2 separate regions of the Mus musculus genome follow, and region 1 is linked to region 2. A link is a contact called in public promoter capture Hi-C data. All regions are on one chromosome and are shown on one strand. Each heading gives the region's core, a stretch centred on a gene start, on an enhancer-like site or on the middle of the called end of the contact. The rest is flanking DNA. Distances are from core to core; before and after follow the strand shown.

The links. Promoter capture Hi-C pulls out the DNA fragments that hold promoters and counts their contacts.
Region 1: a contact with region 2 is called in a promoter capture Hi-C map of pre-B cells. The contact joins the promoter of Taf6 here to the promoter of Abhd11 in region 2. A contact is called at or near these places in 1 of 39 promoter capture datasets (pre-B cells) and 1 of 484 Hi-C or Micro-C datasets (B cells).

Annotation. Positions count from the first base shown.
Region 1 is chr5:138,184,840-138,189,435 of GRCm38.p6, forward strand. It overlaps Taf6 (TATA-box binding protein associated factor 6), which reads right to left and starts at 2,387. Exons shown (of 15, transcript NM_009315.4): 1 at 2,331-2,387. It overlaps Cnpy4 (canopy FGF signaling regulator 4), which reads left to right and starts at 2,696. Exons shown (of 6, transcript NM_178612.4): 1 at 2,696-2,881. The coding sequence starts at 2,746.
Region 2 is chr5:135,006,642-135,010,863 of GRCm38.p6, forward strand. It overlaps Abhd11 (abhydrolase domain containing 11), which reads left to right and starts at 2,658. Exons shown (of 6, transcript NM_145215.2): 1 at 2,658-3,198; 2 at 3,341-3,476. The coding sequence starts at 3,071. It also overlaps the pseudogene Rps29-ps.

The DNA.
Region 1 (4,596 bases), core at 1,137-3,636, 3.2 Mb after region 2:
AAACTCTGTAATGAAAGCTAGCCTTGACTCTGGATTCTTTTGCTTCTACCTTCCTAGTTCTAGGATTACAGACATGTACCTCTACAGTTTTGTGGTCTGGGAAATACTCTAACAACTGAGCTACATCTCCAGACCAGTTTGTCCCCTGTCCTTCCACCCCAAGGCTGTGTAACCCCAGCTGACCTGGAACTTGCTCTGTAGACCAGGCTGGCCTCAAAGTCAGTGATCTGGCTGCCTCTGTCTCTTGGATGATAGGATTAAAGGCGTGTACCACCACTGCCTGGCTCAGGCTTTTTTTTTTTTTTTTTTTTTTAAATAGGGCCTCTGTAGCCTAGGCTAGTCTCTTACTCCATATGTGGCTGAGAATGGCCCTGAACTCCGGGTACTTTCCAAGTGCTGGGACTATAGGCGTGCATCACCACATCCGGCACAAGTCATTCTTATATGGACGCTTAAATCAAATCCACCAGGCTGGAAGATGTGGTTCAGTAGTAAGGTACTTAGCATGCACATGGGCCTGGGTTTGATTCCCAGCAGAACTTTAAAACTTACCAGGCAGCCCAACCCGACCCTTTTTGGCCCAGATGATTATCACCTATTCATCTGCTGAACTCAGTCGCTGGACAAGGTGTTCCTATTTCCATCTTGGCTTTTTTTGTGCGTTTGTTTCTTAAAACCAAAGTGGTCTGTCAAAATATAAACTAGGTAACTATTTCTTTCCTATAACGACTCCCCTTGCCTCCTGTCCAGGTGTAGGGGTTAACACTTCTAATTTCAGTGGACTGCCTTGGGTTTCATGTCAGGCTTCAGAGTGTACATGCTGTACACCCATATTCCCAGTACCCTGGAGGCTAAAGTGGGGACAGCAAGTTTGAGGCCATCCCGACTCTGCAATAAGTTCCTGTCTAAGATGGTTTCTTTCTTTTCTCTCATATCTCTGATCACCTGCCCCGCCCCCTCCCACTTTACCCTGACATCATTCTCCTTGCTGTCCTTTAAATCTGACAGACATGTACTTGGCTTTATAGCTTTTGTTGTGTTCTTCCTAAACGTGTTTGGCTGACTACCTGACCCCACCCACCTCTCTTTAGGGGCAGGTCTCCTATAGCCCCACTGGCTTCAAATTCACTAGGTAGACAACACTGGTCCTTTGGCCTCTACCTCCCAAGTACTGGGATTGCAAGCACATACCACCATGCCTGGCTTTACCTGTTTGCTATGTTTTCTTCTTCTTCTTAATAATAGTGATATAATATGTATATATATAAAATCACTCTAGATTAAATCTAAGACCTTCCACATGTTAAACAACCCTTCTACAATTGGGTCTCAGGCTCGTCTGGAATTCATCCCGTGGTCTTGATTTGGAGAGCCTCCTGCCTTTTACAGCTGTTTACCACCAAGCCTGGCTATTATTTCTTCTTGTTTATTATCCTTACCCCACCAGTAAACAAGAATATGTCTGTTATGTTCACTGACCTATCTGGTGCCTAGGGCATTGTTAAATATATGAATAAGTCTTTTTTTTTCTTTTTTTCTTTCCTTTTTTTGGTTTTTCGAGACAGGGTTTCTCTGTATAGCTCTGGCTGTCCTGGAACTAACTTTGTAGACCAGGCTGGTCTAGAACTCAGAAATCCGCCCGCCTCTGCCTCCCAAGTGCTGGGATTAAAGGCGTGAGCCACCACTGCCCAGCATGAATAAGGTGTAAGTGTTCACTAAATACTTGGTATAACAATTACCAAAATGAAAAAGACACAGACTCAAGCTTGGAGTTTACTCTGTGGTTAAAAGGAAAGGAGCTTGCCTGACACTGGACATGAAACCAACCTCAAGAGTGTTCAGAACTGAGTGCTAGGGACTGGTTCTTTTCATTCCAAGTCTTCTCAGACTTTTGTTAAATCTTGTCTACAGGAAATACAATTATTCAGCACATACTCTGTACCTGGTCGGGTCCCAGTCCTCTGTGGTGGTACCCTTGCCACTAAGGTTTCATAAAACACTCTAGCAGCCTCGGGAGTTTCTCAGATCAGTGGAAGCGACAGGAAGACTTCTTAGAGAAGGGATAACTTGAGCTATATCTTTACATCATTTTTCTCAGCTAGGGAAGTGATTCGAAGATTACCCGGGCAGCGCTACAGGAGGTTCACAAGCCACTACATCGCCCCACCATCCTTCCAGTGCAGTCACGCACAGGGTCCCCACGAGCACGGACACACAACCAACCGTCTTCTTCCCAGTCCTCACATGGGCCCTTTCAAAGGGTCTCCTCACGGATACACCTCAGACTTTCCCCCGCCAGCCAAGCACCGGGAGCAGTAAAAGCCTCTCACCGCTGCCAAAGCGCCGCTCACCCGGCGCTCGGCGCCATCTTGGCCCCGCCCCCTGACAGGAGTAGGTCCTGGCAGAAGCCAAAAAGTTATCACTGTTCTTCCCTATGTCAAAATAGACCATATCGTTTCACAGTCTGAAATTATATAAAAATTTCATTCTACGTGCATGTGTAAAGATCATATTACTCTATTCTAATTACTTCAATTTGTATCTTCATTACCCAGCTGTCAGGACCTTCAGAAGGCGCCACAAAACTGAGCCATCACGCTCCACCCACTTTCGGGCTGGCTCTGAGCATGCGCTGACCGTTCTATGATTTTTTTTTTTTTTTTTTTAAAGCTTGCTGCGGGCTTCGCCTAAATTTAAAGGGCCCGCTGCCTTCCAGAAGTTGGTCTGAAGGCAAAGGGTGGTTGTATGTGTGGACTGCGTTTTATCATGGGACCTGTGCGGCTGGAGATACTGCTTTTCATCCTGGCAGCGTACGGTGCTTGGGCTGAGGCGACAAAAGAGGAGGAAGATGACACAGAACGTTTGCCCAGCAAATGCGAAGGTACAGAAACGGAGTAGTTGCTATTTACATCTCCCTATCTACCTCCTGCCTCTCTAACTCTAGGCTGAATCAAATGGGCTAGGATAGATGGATCACTAGACTGTCTTGAAAGAGGTTCTGTTGGAGCTTGGTAACACTTGAATGGGAACAAGGGAGGGAAAGCAGGGTTAAGGTGGCACTACATTTCCCAGGTGGCATCCAGAAGGATCTAGGTTTTTCTTGCGGGCTTGGGCCCCAATGTATTGTGGGAATTGTAGTTCAAGAACCTGTAACGCTGGCTCTATGGAGCATCTTCCTCAGTCGTTTCTCTCCTTGTTAAAAATCTGGACAATCTGCATGGGTGGGGTGTAATACTCATTCCTTATAGGCATACTGAGTCCCGCCCTGGCAGAGACGCTCTTAAATTACAGGCCTGATGGCCCCCTTTAGGGGTTTTAAAGGTGAGTAAGTCCCCAGCTGAAGTTCATAAAGAGAAGATGAAGACACCACACCACTTAGAAGTTGCCCATCGGTGTGAGGCTTTGCAGATGGGGTGCACTGTAGGGATTTTACAACAAGCAGCATGGCCTCTGGCTACATTAGTAAATGCCCTCCCCCCAACCACCCCTCCCATCCCCAACAGGGAGGAAGCCAGGTCACTGAATAAATATCCTGTGGCTCCCTAACTCTAACTTTTTCTTTGGATTCATTATTGCTTCACTTTACACCCAACAACATGTTTTTATCATTGACACCCATGACTTGATTCTAATCTCTCACTTATTTTTGCATCTGTGTCCCCACTCTTCTGAGTCGGGGTGGGGGTGGAGACAGGGTTTCTCTTTATAGCTCTGGCTGTCCTGGAACTTGCCTGTAGACCAGACTGGTCTCTAACTCCGAAATCCACTTGCCTCTGCTGGGATTAAAGGCAGAAGTTAACTATATGAACCCCCTGTCTCTAGTTCTGACCTCAGAATGCTGGGATAGCGTGTGCCACATCACCTAACATTGCAGAGGTTCTTAGGATCTGAACTCAGGTCCTCAAGCTTAAAAGTGCTTTACTTACAGAACTGTTTTCCCAGACCCTAAGCCAACTTTGGAGTGAGGGGAGAGCTGTAAAAACACTTTTTTTTTTTTTTGAGACAGGTTTTCTCTGTGTAGCCCTGGCTGTCCTGGAACTCTGGAACTCACTCTGTAGACCAGGCTGGCCTCAAACTCAGAAATCCACCTGCCTCTGCCTCCCGAGTGCTGGGATTAAAGGTGTGCGCCACCACTGACTGGCGTATGTACACTCTTAGCTTTCATACTTTATTCCTCAAAGTGACTGCTTCAGACACACCCAGCGTCTCACAGTCAGTAAGTGGCCCCTGTCTTTTTCTTGGCTGTTTTCCTCCTCTCCGTTTTGTATTTGATAAACTCCTCCCCATTCTACTGGACCCAGTTTAAATGTCTCCTTTGGACTCCCCCCTTGCTTGTCATCCGCAGTGTTGTAAGTCCTGGGGGAAAAGGGACTACCCGTGCCCAGGGTCTTAATACAGTGGACGCACTTTTGCTAATTTTTATTGTTTTATTTTTTGAGACAGGGTTTCTCTGTGTAGCCCTGCCTGTCCTGGAACTCACTCTGTAGACCAGGCTGGCCTGGAACTCAGAAATCCACCTGCTTCTGCTTCCCGAGTGCTGGGATTAAAGGCGTGCGCCACCACCGCCCGGCACATTTTGGATTTCTTGATGATTGA
Region 2 (4,222 bases), core at 1,408-3,907:
GTATCTGCTCTAACCACCACGGTCTGATCCACAAATACGGGCTGAACATGTGCCGCCAGTGCTTCTGTCAGTACTCAAAGGACATAGGCGTCATTAAGTTGGACTAAGCGACCTTGAATGGATTGTTCGACTAACTACCAAGTGGAACCGATCATGCTAGTCTTTGTGCACAAAGAATAAAAATGTGAAGAACTTAAGAAAGAAAGAAAGAAAGAAAGAAAGAAAGAAAGAAAGAAAGAAAGAAAGAAAGAAAGAGCATGCAAATATAGGTCACAAGAAAGGACTGAATGCAGGCACTGGACACAAAAACTGGAAGAGGATACAAAGATAACTGTTTTCTAGTTCTAACTCTGTCACGGATCTTTAGGTTTTGATAGTGAATAAGTGCAGAAAGCATATTTTTTGATACTGAAAGTATAAAATGTATTGTGTGAGAGGGATTTGCTTATTTATAAATCACTTTATAACACAGCGTTTATTCAATAGATAACCATAGAAAGATAATCTAAGGCAGGCAGGTGTGGTGATGCAGGCTTGGACACTCAGTGTGGATCATGCAACAGGATCATGCATAAGCTCTGGACCGACACACACATGTGAGGGCACCTTGGGTTGCATACTGATATCCTGTCTCAAAACAGAACAAAAACAATCAAAAAGGAACATCTGGGGTTCCAGAATCTGGGAGATGGAGGCAGGAGGATCAGGAGTTCAAGGCCAGCCTAGGATACATAAGATCTTGTCTAAAATCAAGCAAAACAAACAAACAACAACCATAAACCAGTTGTCAGGTGTAGGCACGTATCTTTGATCTCAGCACTCTGGAGACAGAGGCAAATGAATCTCTGTGAGCTTGAGGCCAGCCTGGTCTACATAGTGAGTTCCAGGGCAGTCAGAGCTGTATAATAAAGAGACCCTGTCTCAAAACCAAGACAGGTTGGAGACTCAGGAATTAAGAGCACATGATGTTCTTGCTGGAGTATGGTCCCCAGGACCCACAGGGTGGCTCACAACCACCTGCAATTCCAGTTCCAGGAGATCCTATGCCCTCCTCTCAACTCTGAAGGCACAAGGTACAGGCGTGGTACACAGACATACATTCAAGCAAACACTCAGACACATAAAGCAAAATAAATAAATCTGTGTGTGTGTGTGTGTGTGTGTGTGTGTGTGTGTCTAGGCAACTAGTGGCACCGAAGGCCACCAGCGCTGACAAAGAACAAAAGGGACCTAAGAGCCAGAGGCTTGGTGCCCGGCTGAGGATGCTGGGAAGGACTCTGGAGGGTTTGAAGTGCTACTTCAGTAACAAGGAGTCCTGAAGGCGCCCCAGCAGATGTGTTTGCTATGACCAAACCAGCTCCGGAACTGCTAAAGGATGGACCGCAGCAGAAGAGGGCTGCGGGGACTTTCCCTAGACTATGAGGGGAGACAGCAGGGGGCAGGCTTTCTGGGGGAAATGGGTGCAGAATGCGGTGCAGTCTGGGCAGAGGGTTGCCACTCTCTGCTAATGGCGGGTTGTTAATGAGGGCTCTTTCTTCCTTCCTTTTTTCTTTTTTGAGACAGAGTTTTTCTATGCATTTCTAGATGTTCTTGGACTCTTATATACAAGGCTGGCCTTGAACTCATAGAGAACCGCTTGCCTCTGCCACCAATGTGTGGGATTAAAATTGTAGCCACTACACCTGGCCCGGAGCCATCTCTATTCAGTGCAGGTAACTACAGTACAAATCCCTGGCTAAGGGTTTAATCCTGGTTTTTCAAATTGACCTGGACCAGGAACGGAAGACTGGACTAAGACTCTGGTTCTGCCTGTTGGCCCAATCCTTTGCCCTTTCTGCACCTCAGTTAATCGATTAAGTGAGGAGATCGAGCGAAAGCCCCTTCCTCCTAGGTGTTTCCTGTGAGGAGACAGAGAGACAAAGCACTCGTGCTCTGGGGAGCCTGACAGGGCTCCCAACTACGGAGCAAGGCGCCAGAGAGCTGGCGGGAGCTGGAACAAGAATCACTCCTGGCGCCTCCTGACCATGCCGGAGGCACAGAGAGCATGGTACCCACCCAGGGCGGTGCCTGAGGACAGAGGAGCAGGCCAGGTGGGGTCCGCTCGCCAGCCGAGAAAGGACTTCTCAGTTTGCTAGGGACACGCCCCACACTTGCGCCTCGAACTGAGGACCTCTGATCGCCAGTAGGGAAACACTAGAAGACTAAGAAGCTCTTAAAAGAAGAGGCGTGGCCTACGACGTTGTCAAGGGGTTCAGGGAAGTGTGCACAGAACCCGGCAGGATTACGTAATGGCGCAAAAGCCGGTGCCACAATCGGGTAGCTCCGCCCAAGGCGTGGTCAAGGAGTCCAATTCCGGGAGCTAGAGCAGTTTAAAATGTTGCGAAACCGTGCAAGGGCCTCTTACAGCCCCGCCTACGATAGGGCGTGGCCAAGGAACTGAACTCGCAGATGCATGCAAAGTGGGAATTACGTAATGATGCAGGAGGCGGTCCCAGAGTCCCCGGTGGCTCCGCAAGGTGTGGCTAAGAAGCCTACGTCCGGGTGCCTGGCAGTGGCTACGACGGTTGAGTGACGGTGCGAAGAACAAGCCAGTTGGTGACCCCGTCCAGGGCGTGGCAGGGGCTCACAGATCTAAAGGGGATTGTATATTGTCCCAGAGGAGGGACCAGTCCCACGTAGCGCTTCCCTGGTCCTGGTCGGGAACTGGTCTCTAAGCGGCTCACAGCGTCTGTAGGAATTGCGTAGTGGCGCAAGGGGGCAGGGCTAGCGCTGTATGGCTACGCCCAGCCTGTTACCAAGCCAGCTAGTCCTACAGACCAGGCTCAAAGTGGCTGCAGGAAATGTGTAACGTGCAAGGGCTGGGGTCGTCTAGCGGCTGCGTCCAAGAAGCTTCTGCTTTGGGAGGGGGCTGAACTGACTCCGGGAATACATTAGACCACGTGGCCTAAAGTGGCGCCTCGATGGGGGGGGGGCGGGGGAAAAGGCGGAGCCCTAGTTGGAATAGACAGGGCTCTGAAAGGCGGAGCGTGCGCAGGACAGCCCTAGGAAGCACACTTTGCGGGCTGTGGGCATGCTCCGCTGGGCGCGAGCGTGGAGGGTCCCCCGTGGGGTACTCGGTGCCTCCTCTCCCAGGCGTTTGGCGGTTCCTGTCACGTTCTGTAGCAGCCGCAGTAGTGGCCAAGAAAACGCCGATCTGAGGTCAGCCAAGGGCACTGGGAGGGTTGTTCTCCACTGGTCCACTTCGCACGCGGCTTAGCTGGCCCCGCCTCTCCTTTGGCCTCGCCCCTTTTTTCTTTCACTCTCTCCTCCCCCTTACTCCATGGTGGCCCCCACCTTCCAGGCCGCTGCCGCTGTCTTATAATCTTCTAGATGGAGACGCGACACTCCCAGCCATCGTCTTTTTGCATGGGCTCTTCGGCAGCAAAACCAACTTCAACTCCCTCGCCAAGGCAATGGTTCAGAGGACTGGCCGGAGGGTGAGCTTCCGGATGGGGCGGTGCATGGGTGGGCGGGGGCTAAGGGGTAAGGCTGAGGGCAGTGGACCTAGTTTCAATCACTCAGGTCTGGGCTCTTGGTGACCTGAAAATGGAAAGTTTCAGTGCCCAGTAAACCGTAAAACATCTATGAAGAGGCCTGGTCCTGTAAGATGCCCCACAGTTAGTCCATTTATGTTACTGAGACATAACAGGTCTCTTTGTCAGGTCCCAAAGAAACTTGGGACAATTTTGTGGCACCTACTAGCATGCCAAAGCACACTCTAGCCTCCTGGCTTACTCAGTACGAGTGGCAGCTCTCTGCTCTTGTTACCCCCGACCCCTTACTATAAACCTTTCCAGTCCAGAGGCTTCCCGTCCCCCAGCGTCTCTTTCCTGTTAACCCAGCCATTTAAGCCATTTGCTCCCTGACTACTCTGATCCTCCTTTGGTCTGCATGCCCTCTCTCCTTGGCACCTGAAGTTCTCATTTGATCTCCACATGTACACCATGGCACGTGCTTGCGAAGATATAACTTGCGCACATGCATACATGTGTGTATATAATAAAGCAACTAAGGAAGTTGCTCAATATTAACCTCTGCACGTGCGCATGCGCGCGCGCACACACACACACACACACACACACACACACACATACACACACATACTTATGTCTCCAGACTTCTCTCCCTAGCTGCTCTGTGGACCCTATCAGGCTTTTCGTTGTCTGTAGTCAAAGTAACACCA